Regions from separate parts of the Mus musculus genome. Here region 1 is linked to region 2. Evidence: chromatin contacts called from public Hi-C data. All regions are on one chromosome and are shown on one strand. The core of a region is the stretch at or near the end of the contact, and the rest is flanking DNA. Distances in the headings are between cores, read along the strand shown. Region 1 overlaps Acot12 (acyl-CoA thioesterase 12). Region 2 holds the start of 4833422C13Rik (RIKEN cDNA 4833422C13 gene).

Evidence for each region. Hi-C and Micro-C count contacts between places; a contact is called where the count stands out from the background.
Region 1: a contact with region 2 is called in a Hi-C map of cortical neurons, with 1.8 times the contacts expected there. The contact joins the enhancer-like site here to the promoter of 4833422C13Rik in region 2. A contact is called at or near these places in 2 of 39 promoter capture datasets (the 3T3-L1 cell line and hippocampal neurons), 2 of 484 Hi-C or Micro-C datasets (cortical neurons and cumulus cells), 1 of 115 datasets of contacts at active chromatin or transcription factors (embryonic stem cells) and 3 of 9 other capture datasets (adipose tissue, liver and pancreatic islet).

The regions. Positions count from the first base shown.
Region 1 is chr13:91,777,590-91,782,078 of GRCm38.p6, forward strand. It overlaps Acot12 (acyl-CoA thioesterase 12), which reads left to right. Exons shown (of 15, transcript NM_028790.3): 12 at 3,598-3,731. Among named protein-coding and RNA genes, the nearest start is that of Zcchc9, 28 kb to the right of the region's middle. Within about 2 kb of position 2,547, at least 25 of the 459 cell types and tissues checked have an H3K27ac peak or open chromatin away from gene starts, as enhancers often do. A contact at or near this core is called in cortical neurons, where this site is marked.
Region 2 is chr13:91,740,578-91,745,018 of GRCm38.p6, forward strand. It overlaps 4833422C13Rik (RIKEN cDNA 4833422C13 gene), which reads right to left and starts at 1,295. Exons shown (of 2, transcript NR_015501.1): 1 at 845-1,295. Acot12 (acyl-CoA thioesterase 12) reads left to right here and starts at 944. Exons shown (of 15, transcript NM_028790.3): 1 at 944-1,083. The coding sequence starts at 954.

The DNA.
Region 1 (4,489 bases), core at 1,297-3,796, 38 kb after region 2:
GCGGCACCCCACCCCAGCTCTCTTACAATGTAATTGGCCTTGAACCCAAGGTCTTCTTACATTTTCCTCCCAAGAACCTTGATCACTAGTGAGTACCACAGCCACTTTTTAAAAAAATTCTTATTTTCAATGTAATTGGATTTAAAGTCTATTTATAATAAAATCAGACAGCACTAAAGGTTTTAATCATATGTAATTGTCTATATATGTAAGGGTGGAAATAACTAGAAGTAATGTAAGAAGCAAAAGATAAATCTAGAAGCAGCATACGGGCACATGAAATTGCAGAAGAACAGGAGGCTATTCACCAACCAGTGGCATGTCATAGTGTTTAGCCCACAGACGACAGCTCTAACTTGATCAAATTAAAGTGCAGAAAGACAGAAACAGTTCAGCAAAGGAGCTCGGAGGTAGTGTCATGAGTGAAGATGAAGATGCTTTCTAGGCAGCTCAAAGCTTGAGTTGAGTCCTCTGGGAAAGAAATTACCATGAGGGGCATGGCCTGACAGGCATGGACTATCTTAAGTCTGAGAACAAAATGAAAATATAACAAGAACAAGAAAGACATGGATGCCTACCCCCAAAACAACCTGGTATAGGATGCAGAGCAGAGGGCATCTATCTCAAAGAAGCTGAAGGAGGGGACAGAATTGGCCCAGAGTCCACCTGGCTGCTCCAGCTCTTATCACCAATGGCAATCTCCTGGTGCCTCTATGGACTAGGCCTCTGCACAACATAGTTTCCTTTTCCTGTCTACAATGTAATCTCAAAAACAACATATCAGTTGAAACCAACAGTCTAAAATGCTTAATTATTTCTTTTCCTTGTAATCCCGACTGACATCCAGAGGTCGGAGCAGAGCATTGCTATGACGAAAGCGATCTACTAACAGGCGCTGGGCAGGCTTGCCTCACTGAGTCTGGAGCTACTTACATTTCATTTCATTCCAGTTACCGAAAACACTGGGGTTGGTAGTGCAAGGAGTCCATCTCCATGCCCATGAGCAAAGAGAAGCCATCTTCTTGGAGAATCTTCCCATGAAGCCAAGCTTCATGGATTGGTTACTGTCTGCTGCTGTGATCAGACAGCATGATCAAGACAGCTTCCAGAAGAAAATGTCTTATTGGGCTTATGTTCTGGAGAGTTAGTGTTCACAATGACAGAGCAAAGACATGGGGAGAGGTAGGTACAAAAGAGAGCTCACATCTCAGCCTCAAGCCGGAGGCAGAAAGAACACACTGGAAATGGCATAGGCTTTTAAAATCTTAAGCCCACCCCAGTGACACACCTTCTCCAACAAGACCATACTTCCTAATCCTTCCCAAACAGCCACCAACTGGAGACCAAGTATCTGGAGTCTTATGTGAAAGATCTCCTTCAAACCACCACAGTGGCTTTTCTTTGGAAAATTTAAAGAGAGCCAAAATGGACCACTGCCTTTCTTTGTCCCCTTTGCATCTGTGGCATTGGTTCAGGTAGCAGGAAAATGAGAAGGACTTCTCAGGGAAGGAATAGATGCCATTCATTCATCCACTATGGATCTTGGTGCTGGCTTAACCAGTGAGCTCCATCTATAAAAACAGAAGGTGGCTACTTCTTTTGGCTCAAGGATAAAATATATCTGCAAGCTGGAGGGCAACTTGCTAGAAAATTGCTGGTTTAATTTCCTAAGGTTGTCACAATGGAGGACTGGTCACTGGGTTACTGAAACAATAGGAATCTATAGGAGCTCCCTTGTGAAAACTGCTATCCTGAGATCAAGATGTAGGCACCCTGGTCACTTCTGAGGAGATGAGTACCTCACCTCTCACCCAGCTTCTAGAGCAGTGCTGGTCAATAGGCTCCTTGGCTTGCAGGTGCATCACTATCTTCATTTCCACATGGTGTCCTCCCTGTGTGCATGTCTGTGTCTAGCTTCCCTTCTCTATAAAAACATCAGTTATAGTGGGCCTACTGTATTGAGATACAACCTGTTAGGTGAATTATATTGGCAAAGACCCTATTGCCATATAAAGTCACATTACAAGGTATAAGAGGTTAGGACTCTATCATGGGATTGTGGGCAGGAGTGTGAAACTCCAAGCAACTGTATGGCCCAATAGCACAATCTGTCCCCACACCCTGATTCACCAAAGCAGGCAATCCCAAGGCAACTGTACGACCAGTTCCACTGGCTTGGCTGTGCATGGAGAGCCAGGTCTGGAGATACCTGGCCTTCAAGTTCCTCTCTGGATTTACACCAATAGATCTTCTTTAGGTTCTGTGCTGAAGGCAGCCAGGTGGAGTTCTACCTGGATTTGTTTGTATTCATCAAGTGCTCACAGGCTGGGCTAGGTCTTTCTTTTTAGACTGGAACTAAATAAAGATATACAAGGCTTGGAAGGGATGTGTTTACATAAGTGGGTAGTCACTTGTTTGCTGCCTAAGCTACTGTAGTTGTGATTTCTTGTTTCTTTAGTCTAGTAGCAAGGATGATATTATGTTTAGACACAGATATATGATTCAATAGAGGCCAGCTCTTCACAGCTTGATTTCTTTCCAACTGCCTGATTCCTGTGGTTGGAGTCCTAACCTCATGTTTGTCTTCTCACAGCCTGTTGTCATGGTAATGATTATAAGATAGAAATTTTCAACACTAACTTCAAAACACCCTGAAAGAAGTGGAGAAAATGAGCAGAATAAAAATGTGCTCTTGGTGGAACACATAGTTCTGATAATTAGAATGAAGAGGAGGAGGAAGAGGGAGAGGAGGAGGAGGAAGAGGAAGAGGAGGAGGAGGAAGAGGAAGAGGAGGAAGAAGAGGAGGGAGAGGAGGAGGAAGAAGAGGAAGAGGAGGAAGAAGAGGAGGGAGAGGAGGAGGAGGAAGAAGAGGAGGGAGAGGAGGAGGAAGAAGAGGAGGAGGAAGAAGAGGAGGAGGAGGGAGAGGAGGAGGAAGAAGAGGAGGAGGAGGGAGAGGAGGAGGAGAAGGAGAAAGCTCAGAGCCACAGAAATGGCATTAGTGTTTTATTATATGTCGAGTGACTACTGCTTATCTAACAGATATTACATATTAGAATTTGGACTTGGGATTCAGAAAGCAAATAACACTAAAGAAGTATGTTCTGTGGGTCCTTCTGAGAAATTGTTTGTCCTAGAGATAGTTGGTTTGTTTCCTGGGTTCCTTTAGTCCACTCGAAGGCATGCTGATATTCTGGGAGAGCACTGCCATCCAGTCTTAGGGTAAATGGGACATGGATCGGTGTAACATCCTGTGCTATTCTCTGTCTTTAGTGTGTGGAAGCAGGAAATATCACAGAAAGCAAGAGAGAAAAGCTTTTGTTCTTTATTTTTCATTAACAACAACAAAACATGATGCAAATTAACTAGCCCATGTATTATTTGGATGTCACAGAACTAGCATCCAAGATTGAAGTGAGATTGTTGTTGACCACATAGATGCCTTACTTGGTACAGGCAAGGATGTATGACTGCCCATTCATGTGTGTGCATAAATGTGTGTGTGTGTGTGTGTGTGTGTGTGTGTGTGTGTGTGTTTGTGTTGTGTCTTTAAAGTAAACAATATTTTTTTCTCTTCTAATTTTTCTTCCTATCTTTTAGATAAAAATATATACCCTGGAGGAGCAAGATGCCATATCTGTTAAGGTTGAAAAGCTTGTGGGCAGTCCAGCCCACATAGCTTATCATCTCTTGTCTGACCTCACAAAGCGACCTTTATGGGACCCCCATTACATGTAAGAACAAATTTAAATGTCTTTTTTAAATCAAGCCTGGCATTGTGGGAAAGATAACTTCAATTGTAGTTCTCCACTGCTTGATACATGGTGTATTGTTTCAGAAATGTAGAGAAGTTTTAGAGCTTGTTCTGCCTAAACTGCTTCATGAGACTTAAAAGAAAAACAATTATTACACTCATCTGTTTCTCATCTGTATTGAGTTAGCATTGGTGGTCCACATCTGTTGTGATATCACTGACAACCTCAAAGCTGATTTTGTTCCTGTTTCTGAGATCCAGCTCAGCCAGGCTCTGTAGCACACACTCTTTTGCTTTACTCCCTGGCCTCATTGCTTCTGAGGAGGTATCCAAAATCTTCCCAGAACCCTCTTCCTGCCAAGTCATGAGTCTCAGTGAGACGCTGCTGAGCTAGCATGAGTCCTGGGGGAAGATGATGCTTGCTGCTCCCCTGTGTGATCAGTCATACCCTGCTCCCATTCCCCTGCATCTGCACATGTAAACACTTTAGATGAAGGGTGGTGTGTGTGTGTGTGTGTGTGTGTGTGTTAGAGAGTTGTGTCAGCATCAAGCAAAAACAGATTCCTTTTACTTGGTTCTTTAAATCGTATAGCAAATATCAACATACCATTTGTATTACAGAAGTGATATAGAGATGACTTAGAGCATACTGAAGGATATGCATATGTTATAATAAAAGTACTGTGTCACTGTATGAAAGGGACTTGAGCACCAAAGGTCTTGGTGTTGCCACATGTC
Region 2 (4,441 bases), core at 45-2,544:
TGCTGAAAGTGCAGCAATATTCCCAGGCGTCAGTGAGGTCCCAGGACAGTCAGGAGGCCCTGGTTCCTGCCACCTCGTCCTGATGTTTTAGGTAGTACCAGACAAGCCACCTCACCCCTCCAGGCTTCCATTACTCCATCCTCAGATCCGAGAGCCACTGAAGGGTTTTGATCCCGTTTCCCCCAAAAGACCTGCTTTGTAAAGCCAGTGGCTGACACTCTACAAAGTATAGCACCTGCTAGCCTTGAGTGTGGGCCTCGAGTTCATATACAGTGTCCTAGATTTTTCTCCCATGAACGTTGGGGTGGGGGGACACTAGAAAACTCAGAATGTTGCCTTCTCTAGTTTTGGTGACTGATGCACTACACCCTCCAGCTCCTCGGGACGTTTGTTTTTCAGTTTGTTTGGCAGTGTAATCAGTTTCCTAACAAAATGATCTTTGGAGCCGCTGTAGTGTCCTAAGAACCTGTAGGTAGAGTTTAAACAAAGGCCGGAGCAGTAAGTGTTGCAATGTCTGTCAGGGGGAAAAAGGCCAACTACTAAACCAACCAAGCAACAAAAAACAGAAGCCAAGCTCTCTAAAACATTTCCACAGCAAAGGCTCTGCCCTCTCCGGAGAGCATGCAATCCCTTCTAAAGCTCCCTCCTCTGCCAAGGTCTTCTGATGATGACCATTGTCCTGCATTCTAGAAACACCTGTCTCTGCCCCATGCGTTTTGGAGCTAGGGCAGCGCTCCTGTTCTGCTCCGAGAGAGGCTGGCGTACTCTACTCCCTCACCCTCCTCGCCCTCCTCGCCCTCCTCGCGACAGTCCCCGGCTGACTCGTAGGACCCTGACCTCTCACCTCCTAAGCACCTGGCAGCGGGCGCGGGCAGCGCCCTTTGGAGCGGGGGCGGGCCCCAGGGGATCGGGATGGCCTGCTGCTGGCGTCTGGGGTTCTCTCAGCCAGGACGATGGAGTCGATGGTGGCGCCGGGTGAGGTGCTCATGAGCCAGGCCATCCAGCCGGCTCATGCCGACTCCCGCGGCGAGCTGAGCGCAGGGCAGCTGCTCAAGTGGATGGACACCACCGCTTGCCTGGCGGGTAGGTGCCGGCCCACGCGAGGGCACCGTCGGTCGGGGAGGGCTGCTGCTGGTGGCCAGGGAGGTGATACTGTCCGGGGATCCTGAAGGACTGGAGTGTCTGAAATTAGGGATGCGCTAGGCTGGCGTGGAAGCCAGAGAGAGCGTGGGAAAAGGAAGGAAGCAAAGTAAAGGGCAGTGTTCCCAGAGCTGAGAGCAGCCGCAGACAGGAATGACTAAGATAGCTGCTGACAGCGACCTAGACTAGTGGTTCTCACATGTTTATTTGGCTGGATTCCTTTCAACTCACAAAACAAAGTGAAGACATCCTCTCCCCGCCTCCACGCAAAGACTTTGCTATATAGATTGCGTATATCTGTACTTAACCATATTTAAAATTCTAAAGATAGAGTTTATTGACTAAGTAGAACTGAGGCTGGAAAAAGTGTTCACACTGCAAGCATGAAACCCCAATTCACTTTGTAGTCTCATAGGCGCGCGCGCGCGCGCGCGCACACACACACACACACACACACACACAAATGTGCACATGTTACTATATTTTCTTAACAAACAACTACATTATTTACTGCAACAGCAAAAGTGTTCTTGCACAACTGGTCAGAATTCATGCTTTTCATGATTTAAAAGCTTGATTGCTCCTTTGCCAGGTTCTCTTCTGTGTTCAGTTTACTACCATTTACTGTTAGGCAGGCAGGGGAAACTTGATATTCCTGAGAGAGAATGGGAGTAAGAAGGCCTGCTGGTATAATCCAGTTGCGAAGGGCTTGCCTAGCTTGCTTGAGGCCGGTGTGATTTCCATCCCAGCACTAAGCGTTGGGGGTGGTGGCACAAAATCATCTAATAAGGACTGAATGATGTCTCTCTCCATGCCATCTCTGAAGTTTGTATTTTGAAAGTGACAGCAAGTACCGTGGTGTGGCTGTGTCGTATAATCGAGGATTAAAGAGATGAGAAGAACACAACCTCATCTCAGGGCACTAAGTCTTTTAGATCTTAGAAGCACGTGACACGTGAGGCCGCAGCAAGAGCCGGCCTGCAAACCAGGAAGAGAGTTTTCACCAGTCTGGTGGACCTGACAGCCTTCAGAACTCTGAGAAACCGAATGTCTATTGTCCAAGCCACCCAGTCCATAATGCTGTGCTATGGCCACCCCAGAAAAGGCAGCTGCTCAGCATTGTTATGATTTATGATCTGACTGTGACCGACTTACGCCTAAAGATAAAAGAAAGGCCTGCTTTTAAAACCAGTGTGTTGTAATATAAATGGCTTTCTAACTAAAAGCCTAGGTTGAGCAGTACATGAATTTCCTGTGCCCATGCTGACTTCTCTCATCTTTGGACCAGTGATAGTCTTGGATACAAGCAAGCCTTGCCACGCTCCCTTCAGAAGAAAGTCTTTTGGTGTCCTAGTGCTATCTCGATTCCCTGGGATCTCTTATCTATGCACAGTGAACTTTCAATACATGAATCATATCTCTGATTCCCACTCAGGACCTCTCTGTATCTTCCCATCATCCCTGAGGTAAAACCCAAAGTCCCCCCATTTTTCACAGATGCTCTTGTAGTGGAGAACTCATTCTCTGAGGAGCCACATAGATAGACATGAGTTGATTCAGAGCCTAGCTTAGGACAGTAGACTGATTGGCTATAGGATGTTCCACCAGAGGCCATTAATACTAAGAATAAGTACAGCATTGTGTCTCACATACAAATAATCTCCATGGTAACTGCCTCCCCGCCAGACTGTCTGGTTGCGGCATTGGCAGCCTTCTGGGGTTTTTCTAGTGTTTGCCAAGCTTTTCTCCATAAGAAACTTTGTACCTGCTGTTCCTTCTTTGCCCATTCCCATGCCTTGCTCCTCAGTTTCAATGTCCTTTCTCCGTTTCCCCAGGTTCATGAGTCTCTGAAGTCCTGACCCTTGTGCTAAACTTCCACTGTCTGGTTCTTGCTCTGGGCAAAAATGTATTCAGATGAAAAACATTAGATCTGAGAGGAACTTTACATGTCATGTGTTCTAGTCACATTCTATATACTGAGCGCAACTCAAGTAAAGTTCAAAACATTATGGACCCCTGCTCTTCTTCTTGGATTAATACAGTACTAACTCTCACCTGTTAGTCATCCGTAAAATGTGGCTACATTTTCAATGACAGTCCTTTTGTTTTATTTGTTGATTTGTTCGGTTTCAGTCTTAACAAGATTTGAATTGGGTTAGAACAATGTTACAAGAAATCAGAAATATGTAAATAAAAGAATTACAGAAATCATTGATATTGCTGATAAGAATAATATCTATTTCCAAGGCACTGATTACAATTGGCATTAAGAGATTCTAATTTGACCTTTTGGGGAACTTAGATCACAGGAAGACTATAGGTAATCAATTATACTATGCTTTAGTAATTATATTGCCATTGGTAACTTCATAACTGGTAATGTTTTTCTAGCATTGTTTCAACCAGAGTTCTGTTGACCAGGGCTCTGTATACTTACATCTTCTAAGATAAATAATGCCCATGACCATGTCCTCAAGGCACTGCTAGATTCCAAAACATCTTTCTCAATATAAGAAAAGAATCGGACAGCTCAGATCACATAAGCATTAGGCCCGACAGCTGTCATCTACTCCGTATTCTTTCAGTCTTTTCAGACCAGAAGCTTGAAACCATTACTGCGGCATGCTCCAAACCCATGTCCACTTCTTGTTTTAACTCTCTCAAGACCACTCTTCCTTCTCCATGGTATTGATGAATCTTTCTGAATGTTCACTTTTAACGAGTGCCACCTGACTCATAACCGTGCCCTTATTTGGACTCAACCTTGACGTGCTATCTGTGTGTCTTCCTGCTCCACACATTTAATACATAACCCTCTCGTGTTTGGATTTACTAATGCCACATTAGAGGAATCTCTTCATCCCAGCCCCTGTGCTGAACCTCCACACCACTGCCTAGTCTCCGACCCCACCATCCTGCCTTGTGGGTTTCAGAGCGATGCTCAAGGTCTTCTCCCTGTATTCTGGTCTCACCTCCACACTACATCTAAAGAACATCTGGAAACCACTGACCTCATCATGTCAGATACTTTTTGTCTTTACTTTTTGTTCCTTTAAAAATTGACTTTCGAGTTTGTTTGGAGGATCTAGTAAGGAAACACAGCTACTTGTTTTTCCTTGTCCAAAGACAAGTCATCCTGTTTGACCCAGTGTGCAGCCTTGGGACGGACACACATGGATCCATGAGGCAGGGAGGGGACACCCATCCATCCATCCATCCAGATCGGCAGAATCAACCCCGGCGATCAATGGGGTGACAGATGTCACAGCCAGATCACTCCTACATCCCCTTTGTTTCTTTA